Linked DNA regions of Mus musculus: all the other regions are linked to region 1. The links are chromatin contacts, called in public promoter capture Hi-C maps. All regions are on one chromosome and are shown on one strand. The core of a region is the stretch at or near the end of the contact, and the rest is flanking DNA. Distances in the headings are between cores, read along the strand shown. Region 1 holds the start of Gtpbp6 (GTP binding protein 6 (putative)). Region 2 holds the start of 4930522L14Rik (zinc finger protein 431-like). Region 3 holds the start of 5430403G16Rik (RIKEN cDNA 5430403G16 gene).

Region 1 (2,700 bases), core at 41-2,540:
ACGGACGTGATGTCCTGGCATCCCTTGATCTTTTCTGGAGCACAGGGAGTGGCCCGTCATGGGGTTAGGAGGAGGACGGGAGGCAGTCTGACCCATCCTACACCAGCGCAGGTGAGGCGCATGCCCAGCGGCCAAAGGTGAGGTACCGCTCACCTGTCACGTCCTGAAAGTTGCCCTTGCCGAACACCAGCCTGCTGCCAGGCGCTGCGCTGGGCACCACCAGGGTACTCGCGACCGACCATCCTGGAAGTGCGCGCACCAGGGCGGCCGCCTCTGCCACCTGCCACTCCGCTGTGAGGACACAAGGGTCCATCCAGTCAAGGGCCGAGCGGGAAGACCTCGGACCACGGCGGTGGACAGGGTTAGCTCTGGGATGAAACCGCGCCCGCGCAGAGTCCGCATCCCCCGCCCACACCATGTCCCCACCCTGCAGCTCACATCACAACCCTAAGAAGCTCGCCAGGCCATGATCCAAAGCTCTACCAGGGAAAGGCAGAACCTCTAGGACTCGCCCCCAGCGCCCAATGTTCCCCCCCCCCAGACTCCGCCTACAAATTTAGGATAGTCCCGCCCCAAGGTCCCACCCGGAGCACGCGCAGCCTCACCCATCGGGCAGGCCCAGGTACCATCACATGCTCAGCCAGATCACGCCCCCAGCACGCAAGCTCGCCAGACTCCGACTCCACCAGGAGAGCAGCCACGAACCCAGCACATCCCAGACTATCCACACTCTCTACCGTACGCCCGATGTCCATCATAGTACCCTGCCCCCAGTGCTCCTCCCTCGGCTTCTCCTTCCTTTCTCGTGACTCCGCCCCTTCCAGAACTAGGCGTCACCGCCGCCCCAATTCCCCGTGGCCTTCCTGTATAGCACTAGTAAGTTTCGGCCTTCAGGTCCTCGCCCCTTCCGGCTTCCCTGCTCAATCCCCACTCTCGCCCTACCCGATACCTGTGCTTCGAGGCTTTTTTCCGGCCGGGCGTTTGACGTCAGGATGCAGGACGCAAACGCGCTGTGTATCCAAGGGCAGGAGGGGTGGGGCGCGGAGCAGCTCATCCTCCTCTTCCTCTTCGTCCTCACGGGGGTCCTCCTCGCCCCCACCACGGACGGGACCGCCCCCCGCCCACGCGCTCCCCCAGACCCGGCTCCCGGCGTGGACAGTGCGGACGGGACTTGGCAGGGTCACCGCGGGGCTCCGAACGAGTTGTACGCGGCGCACACGCGGGAGCCAGAACCCCGGGAGCACGGCGGCGCGCAGAAAAAGCATGGCGCGTGCGCGCGCAGCGAGAGACTGCGGGGGCGGGGGAGGGAGAGCAGGGAGGGACGGGAAGAACAACAGGGCGCATGTGCGTGCCGCGAAGGGTGGCTCTGGGAGGATCGAGAGCAGATCGCTTACCCGCAGCGAAAAACTTGGATAGGGGCGGGGTCAGGGAGAAAGGACAGCAAGGCGCATGCGGCGAGGGGCGGGGCCGAAAGGACAATGCCTCTAAAACAAAACAAATAAAAATAAGCCTAGTGGTGGAAGATCTGAATAGAGTTAGTGTAGGCACAGCAATTTCAAAAGGAACAACACAGGACTCAATAGAACTCAGGGTTTGGCCTATGACAACTTTTATGAAGACAATAAAGTTAGGTATAAAGGACATAGGCTATTGAAATAATCTAGCACTGAATGTTAAAATAGAATTCAAATAAGTTATAAAATGTGTTAGCTTTTATGCTTAGTTATAAGAAATTACAAATATTCATGTTTCTGTTGAAACTTACTTGGGCCACAGGAAACTCTCCTCAACACAGAGGAAGATGGAGTCACAGATGGTAGGCTAGAGGATGTTCAGTACCAAGAACTAGAAGGAACTAAATGGAATATATCTGTGACCTGGGATAGCTGCGCGCTCTCTCTCTCTCTCTCTCTCTCTCTCTCTCTCTCTCCTGTGTATCTTTTTTTCAAGTCATTTATATATTTTCTGGAGTGGAGTTGTGGGGACATATTCATATAAAGTAGGAACAAATCAAGCCTTGGGATGTGTGCTGCTGACAATCCATTTAGCTTACTTGCCTGAAGCAGGGAACTAGGGGATACAAAACAAACAAACAAAACAAAACAAAACCCAAGCTGGAGATGTCTCTCAGACTAGTAAAGAGACTGGCTGCTCCACTGAACATAGTCATGATTAAAATAGTTCAAGATGTCACAGCACTGGTTGCTTCTCCAGAGGACTGGGGTTCAGTTCCTAGCACTCACATATTTGGCTCTTCATGAGTATCTTCCTGGATGCAGACAGTAGTGCTGAAATGTCTAATTTGGGTATAGAAGCCAAGAACATCAAGAGATATTTAAAAGTTAATGAATTCTTCCTTTAAATTATCTGCTTTGGGTGACAGAAAGATGGCTCAGGGGTGCGTTTCCAGAGGACACAAGTTTAATTCCCACCACCCACATAAGAGCTCACAACAGTCTTAGGAGGATCAACACCCTCCTGGCCTCTGTAAGCATGCACACAGTGCACAAGCATATAAGGCACAACACTAATATACATGAAATAAACAAATACATTTTAAAATAAAAAAGAGTTTTAAGAAATAAAATAGGACTGGAGAGATGACTCAGTGGTTAAGAGCACTGTCTGCTCTTCCAGAGGTCCTGAGTTCAAATCCCAGCAACCACATGGTGGCTCACAACCATTTGTAATGTGATCTGA
Region 2 (2,836 bases), core at 151-2,650, 310 kb before region 1:
TACAAAACAAAAACAAAAAACGAAGTAAAGGAGCCCTGTTTTCTCTCTATACCCAGGGCCTCAGGGAAAGCTCCCAAGGACTAGGCCCAGACTGTGACTGGCTCTGACAACCATTTTCCTGAGTTTCAATAGGAGCTGTGTCCTGCTCCAGACATGGGGACCTCAGGGAAAGCATTGCTGGATCAGGCCTACACTCAATGCAATGGTTGTGGGTTTTTCTGTTTTGTTTTGTTTTGTTTTGTTTTTTTAAGTTTTCAAATGGTTGTCACTAGATGTCATCTAGCCAGTGTGGCAGAACTATGCTTTTCTCAAGAAGAAAACTGAACCTTATGGCACAAGAGGCCTTGCTGTTGGTTATGATCCTGTAATACCCCACTGAGCAGCTGGTTAGAGGCCTGCTCTTTGATAAGGAGATGGGCCTAGTGTCAGATTATGAATCGTTTGTTTCCTTTGTTATGAATTCTAGACAATGCTGGTGAACAAGCATGTGTACCCTAGCATCCTAACCTCTAACTGCCCTGGCTGGCATAGTACTTATCTGTGAGGTGTGAGGCAGTCCTCCCTCAGCTAAATTCTACTTGGTGTGCCTTACTATTTCCTAAGCTTTACTAAATCCTTTACATCATCAATTCTACTCTTTAACATCACAGCTTGACATTGAATTGCTACCCAGCACAAGAGATGCCTTTTACAACCTCCACAAAATGAACTCCAAATGGATTGTCCACCTTAATCTCAAGTGCTAAGAACAGAACTTGTAGAAAGTCCTGGACTCTCTGAGTTTGGGATCACGCCAAAGATCTCTCTACACACAGGCCAAATGATCTGCACACGTGCAGCCCCCACAGCGAAGTTATTCAGACGCTACAGCTGGGTCACGCGAATGGCTAGGACCACAGGGGACCTCACAGGTGGCCGCGGAATCCCACGCAGTCCCAGGAAAGACCCACCGCAGCAGCTCGCGCTGCTCAGACCCCGGTTTCTCCCCATTGTTTTCAGTGACCCTGTACTCACCATGTCGCAACTTCGGAGCTTGCCTGAACACCCTAAACAGCATCCAGCGGCAGGACAGAGCACAGAACAGGGGACAAATCAAGTCAGCTCAGCAACTAAGCAAAACAGGCGCCACTGCACCCGGAAAAACCCGCCTTCCTTTTGATTTGCAGTTCCGCCGAGAGACTCTGATTGGCCAACAAGTCTTGAGTGACTGGAGCACCTCCCTTAGGGTTAGAGTGTGCTGAAGATACAACGTGTAGAGGTTCTCAGCCCAACAAGCTGCAAGTCCAGACCTGCAGCATTTTCCAATTCTGTAGTATTTGTGTCGATCCTCCAATAGGCAACCCATGTGTCTCCCCGCGCAGCCCCAGGGAAGCCCAACCACTTCCCTGTCATTGTTCCACTGCTTGCTCCTCCCCTAGGTAGGCAGTGACCCTATGATCGCCAGGGCCTGATGTCAGCCAGAGCTTCAATCACTCACTAGGTTGTTTGCCTTCTTCCTCCTTGAATCAAGGTAGGGAGCTTACATAGCCCATTACTCAACTTGCAGGGGATTTATCAATCTGTCCCACAAGCGAAAAGGTGCCCAGAATATTAACAATTAAATTGTGTCATGGGCAAACAATAGTTCTGTTTTCTTGCTGTTGGGATTGAGACCCAGGAACAGAGGCTGATCTGCATATTATTAACAAACCAAAGGAGCCATCCACCTGCCATGGGCAAACTGGGTTTACCTGAAACCTGAACTGGAAATGAATAGGTATTGGGGTGAGAGAAGAATGAAGCCAAGCAAAGGTTCTGATCAAGGCTCAAAGTTTAATAATAAGGTTTGCGTTTATAAAGGGAAAACCTACAAAACCCATCCCCCTCTTCAGCTGCAGTATGTTGTAGAGCAATGTCAGTGCAGGCAGCCAAAACAGCTAAGTTCCCATGAGAACCTGCAACTGCAACAAAGACAGATGTCTCTGTCCTGGGTTGTCATGGCGAATGTTCAAGGTCTGCTCAAGGCTGGGAAGGTTAGAGCTGGGCCTCCAGGTTCTCCCAGCAGTCCTCAGTCTCCACCTGTTACAGGGCAAGGTTGGCAGACCCCACCTTGTACCTTGAACTCCCAGCCCAGCGGCCAGGCTTTCCCTTCCTAGAAGCCCTTTCTACATAATCCAGACATTTTGTACTCTTTGTGTCTCTGTTTCTGTCTCGATCTCTCTCCCCTTTCTTCCCTCTCCAGTCTTTCTCCCTCCTTCTCCCTCCACTTCCCCTCCCAATCCCTACTCCCCTGCATTTTTCTCTCCCAGCTTGTCTTGCTGGCTTTTTCTCGCCACCTCTGCTCCTTATTCTCCCATCCCATAACTTCTCTGACCTCCTTGGGACTAGTGAACTCTCTACTTCCTTGGGATCAGTGAATCCTCTAGAGAGCTACCCCTAATAAACCGGAAAATACTCTAATTTCACTTGGGTTGAGTCCTTCACGCTGGGCTTAGGTAAAGTGCAGCTAGTTTTCAGCTGGTAGGTATGTGAACCCTGGGAGACAAACAGGAACCAGATGACAAACCCTGTGGAGCACTGCTGTTAGCCAGCACACCTTCCTCCGTGGGAAGGTGAACACACATTCGCACATAGAACTGTATTAGTGAAGGTTCTCTAGATGAACAGACCTGATAGGAGGAATCTAGGTATGTACAAAGTGGATTTATTGGAATATTTCACAGGCTGTGGTCCAACTAGTCCAACGATGGCTAACTTAGCACGTGTAGAAGTAGGAAACCTAGATGTGAACTTATCCAGACTCCCGCAGTAAAATCCCAGTGCTTCCTTTCTTGAAGGAAATCACTGCCTTGGAATT
Region 3 (2,919 bases), core at 258-2,757, 420 kb before region 1:
GCCTTGGAACTGATAACCACAGCCCCATATGGTGGGAAGTTGTGCTCTCAGAATCTGATTCAACCCCTCCCAAAGGCCCTGCCCCAGACCATTACCAGCTCCCAGGCACATTCCTGAATTTAGAGAAGGAGCTCTGCAAATGCACCCAAGAGGAGGAGATGTCAGGAAAGAATCAGACTCCGGGGTGAAATCAAGCAGTAGAAAGAAAAATAACTATATACAGAATCAACAAGACCAGGAGCTGTTTCTTTGAGAAAATCAACTAGATAAACCAGACTAACCAGAGGACACAGAGACAGTATCCTAATTAATAAAATCAGAAATGAAAAGGAGGATATAACAGTGAAGTATATCTTAAAATAATTATTCTCTTTTAAAAATATTAACAATTGAAAATATTGAAAATGTTCTACAAAACAAAAAAAAAAACAAAAAACAAAAAAAAAACGAAGTCAAGGAGCCCTGTTTTCTCTATACCCAGGGCCTCAGGGAAAGCTCCCAAGGACTAGGCCCAGGCTGTGAATGGCTCTGCCAAGCATGTTGTTGGGTTTCAGAAGGAGCTGTGGCCTGCTCCAGACATGGGGACCTCAGGGAAAGTGTAGCTGGATCAGGCCTGCACTCAATGCAATGGTTGTGGGCTTTTTGTTTTGTTCTTTTAAGTTTTCAAATGGTTGTCACTAGATGCCATCTAGCCAGTGTGGCAGAACTATGTTTTTCTCAAGAAGAAAACTGAACCTTATGGCACAAGAGGCCTTGCTGTTGGTTATGATCCTGTAATGCCCCATTGAGCTGCTAGTTAGAGGCCTGCTCTTTGATAAGGAGATGGGCCTAGTGGCAGATTATAAATCGTTTGTTTCCTTTGTTATGATTTCTGGACAATGCTGGTGAACAAGCATGTGTATCCTAGCATCCTAACCTCTAACTGCCCTGGTTGGCATAGTACTTATCTGTGAGGTGTGAGGCAGTCCTCCCTCAGCTAAATTCTACTTGGTGTGCCTTACTATTTCCTAAGCTTTACTAAATCCTTTACATCATCAATTCTACTCTTTAACATCACAGCTTGACATTGAATTGCTACCCAGCACAAGAGATGCCTTTTACAACCTCCACAAAATGAACTCCAAATGGATTGTCCACCTTAATCTCAAGTGCTAAGAACAGAACTTGTAGAAAGTTGGACTCTCTGAGTATGGGATCACGCCAAAGATCTCTCTACACACAAGCCAAATGCTCAGCACAGATGCAGCCCCCACGGGGAAGTTATTCAGACGCTACAGCTGGGACCCGCGAGTGGCTAGGACCACAGGGGACCTCACAGGTGGCCGCGGATTCCCACGCAGCGCAGGGAAAGACCCACACTAGCAGCTCGCGCTGCTTCTCCCCATTGTTTTCAGTGACCCTGTGCTCACCATGTCGCAACTTCGGAGCTTGCCTGAGCACCCTAAACAGCATTCAGCCTCAGGACGGAGAGCACAGAACAGGGGACCAATCAAGTAGGCTCAGCAACTAAGCGAAACAGGCTCCAATGCACCCGGAAAAACCCGCCTTCCTTTTGATTTGCAGGTCCGCCGAGAGACTCTGATTGGCCAACAAGTCTTGAGTGACTGGAGCACCTCCCTTAGGGTTAGAGTGTGCTGAAGGTACGCGGTGTAGAGGTTCTCAGCCCAACAAGCTGCAAGTCCAGACCTGCAGGGATTTCCAATTCTGTAGTATTTGTGTCGATCCTCCAATAGGCTACCGATCTGTCTCCCCGCGCAGCCCCATGGAGGAACCATCAGTCCCCTGCCACTACTCTGCCGCTGGCTCCTCCCCTAGGTAGGCAGTAACCCTGTGATCGCCAGGGCCTGATGTCAGCCAGAGCTTCCCTCACTCACTAGGTTGTTTGCCTTCTTCCTCCTTAAATCAAGGTAGGGAGCTTGCATAGCCCATTCATTACTCAACCTGCAGGGGATTTATCAATCTGTCCCACAAGCGAAAAGGTGCCCAGAATATTAACAATTAAATTGTGTCATGGGCAAAGAATAGTTCTGTATTCTTGCTGTTGGGATTGAGACCCAGGAACAGAGGCTGATCTGCATATTATTAACATACCAAAGGAGCCATCCACCTGCCATGGGCAAACTGGGTTTACCTGAAACCTGTGGAAATGAATAGGTATTGGGGTGAGAGAAGAATGAAGCCAAGCAAAGGTTCTGATCAAGGCTCAAAATTTAATAATAAGGTTTGCGTTTATAAAGGGAAAACCTACAAAATCCATCCCCCTCTTCAGCTGCAGTATGTTGTAGAGCAATGTCAGTGCAGGCAGCCAAAACAGCTAAGTTCCCATGAGAACCTGCACCTCAACAAAGACAGATGTCTCTGTCCTGGGTTGTCATGGCGAATGTTCAAGGTCTGCTTAGTCTGCGCAAGGCTGGGAAGGTTAGAGCTGGGCCTCCAGGTTCTCCCAGCACTCCTCAGTCTCCACCTGTTACAGGGCAAGGTTGACAGACCCCACCTTGTACCTTGAACTCCCAGCCCAGCGGCCAGGCTTTCCCTTCCTAGAAGCCCTTCCTATATAATCCAGACATTTTGTACTCTTTGTGTCTCTGTTTCTCTGTCTCCATCTCTCTCCCCTTTCTTCCCTCTCCAGTCTTTCTCCCTCCTTCTCCCTCCACTTCCCCTCCCAATCCCTACTCCCCTGCATTTTTCTCTCCCAGCTTGCCTTGCTGGCTTTTTCTCCCCACCTCTGCTCCTTATTCTCCCATCCCATAACTTCTCTGACCTCCTTGGGACCAGTGAACTCTCTGCTGCCTTGGGATCAGTGAATCCTCTAGAGAGCTACCCCTAATAACCGGAAAATACTCTAATTTCACTTCAGTTGAGTCCTTCACGCTGGGCTTAGGTAAAGTGCAGCTAGTTTTCAGCTGGTAGGTATGTGAA

Evidence for each region. Capture Hi-C pulls out chosen DNA fragments and counts their contacts.
Region 2: a promoter capture Hi-C map of liver shows a contact between it and region 1, with 3 times the contacts expected there. The contact joins the promoter of 4930522L14Rik here to the promoter of Gtpbp6 in region 1. A contact is called at or near these places in 8 of 115 datasets of contacts at active chromatin or transcription factors (bone marrow-derived macrophages, craniofacial prominence, extraembryonic endoderm stem cells and 5 more) and 3 of 9 other capture datasets (adipose tissue, liver and macrophages).
Region 3: a promoter capture Hi-C map of liver shows a contact between it and region 1, with 6 times the contacts expected there. The contact joins the promoter of 5430403G16Rik here to the promoter of Gtpbp6 in region 1. A contact is called at or near these places in 1 of 39 promoter capture datasets (embryonic stem cells), 15 of 115 datasets of contacts at active chromatin or transcription factors (the 230-238 cell line, astrocytes, bone marrow-derived macrophages and 9 more) and 3 of 9 other capture datasets (adipose tissue, liver and macrophages).

Annotation. Positions count from the first base shown.
Region 1 is chr5:110,106,907-110,109,606 of GRCm38.p6, forward strand. It overlaps Gtpbp6 (GTP binding protein 6 (putative)), which reads right to left and starts at 1,291. Exons shown (of 10, transcript NM_145147.5): 1 at 950-1,291; 2 at 154-291; 3 at 1-34. The coding sequence starts at 1,265.
Region 2 is chr5:109,795,169-109,798,004 of GRCm38.p6, forward strand. 4930522L14Rik (zinc finger protein 431-like) reads right to left here and starts at 1,401. Exons shown (of 3, transcript XM_011249625.2): 1 at 1,015-1,401.
Region 3 is chr5:109,689,327-109,692,245 of GRCm38.p6, forward strand. It overlaps 5430403G16Rik (RIKEN cDNA 5430403G16 gene), which reads right to left and starts at 1,508. Exons shown (of 4, transcript NM_001378588.1): 1 at 1,410-1,508. The coding sequence starts at 1,412. It also overlaps the pseudogene Vmn2r-ps23.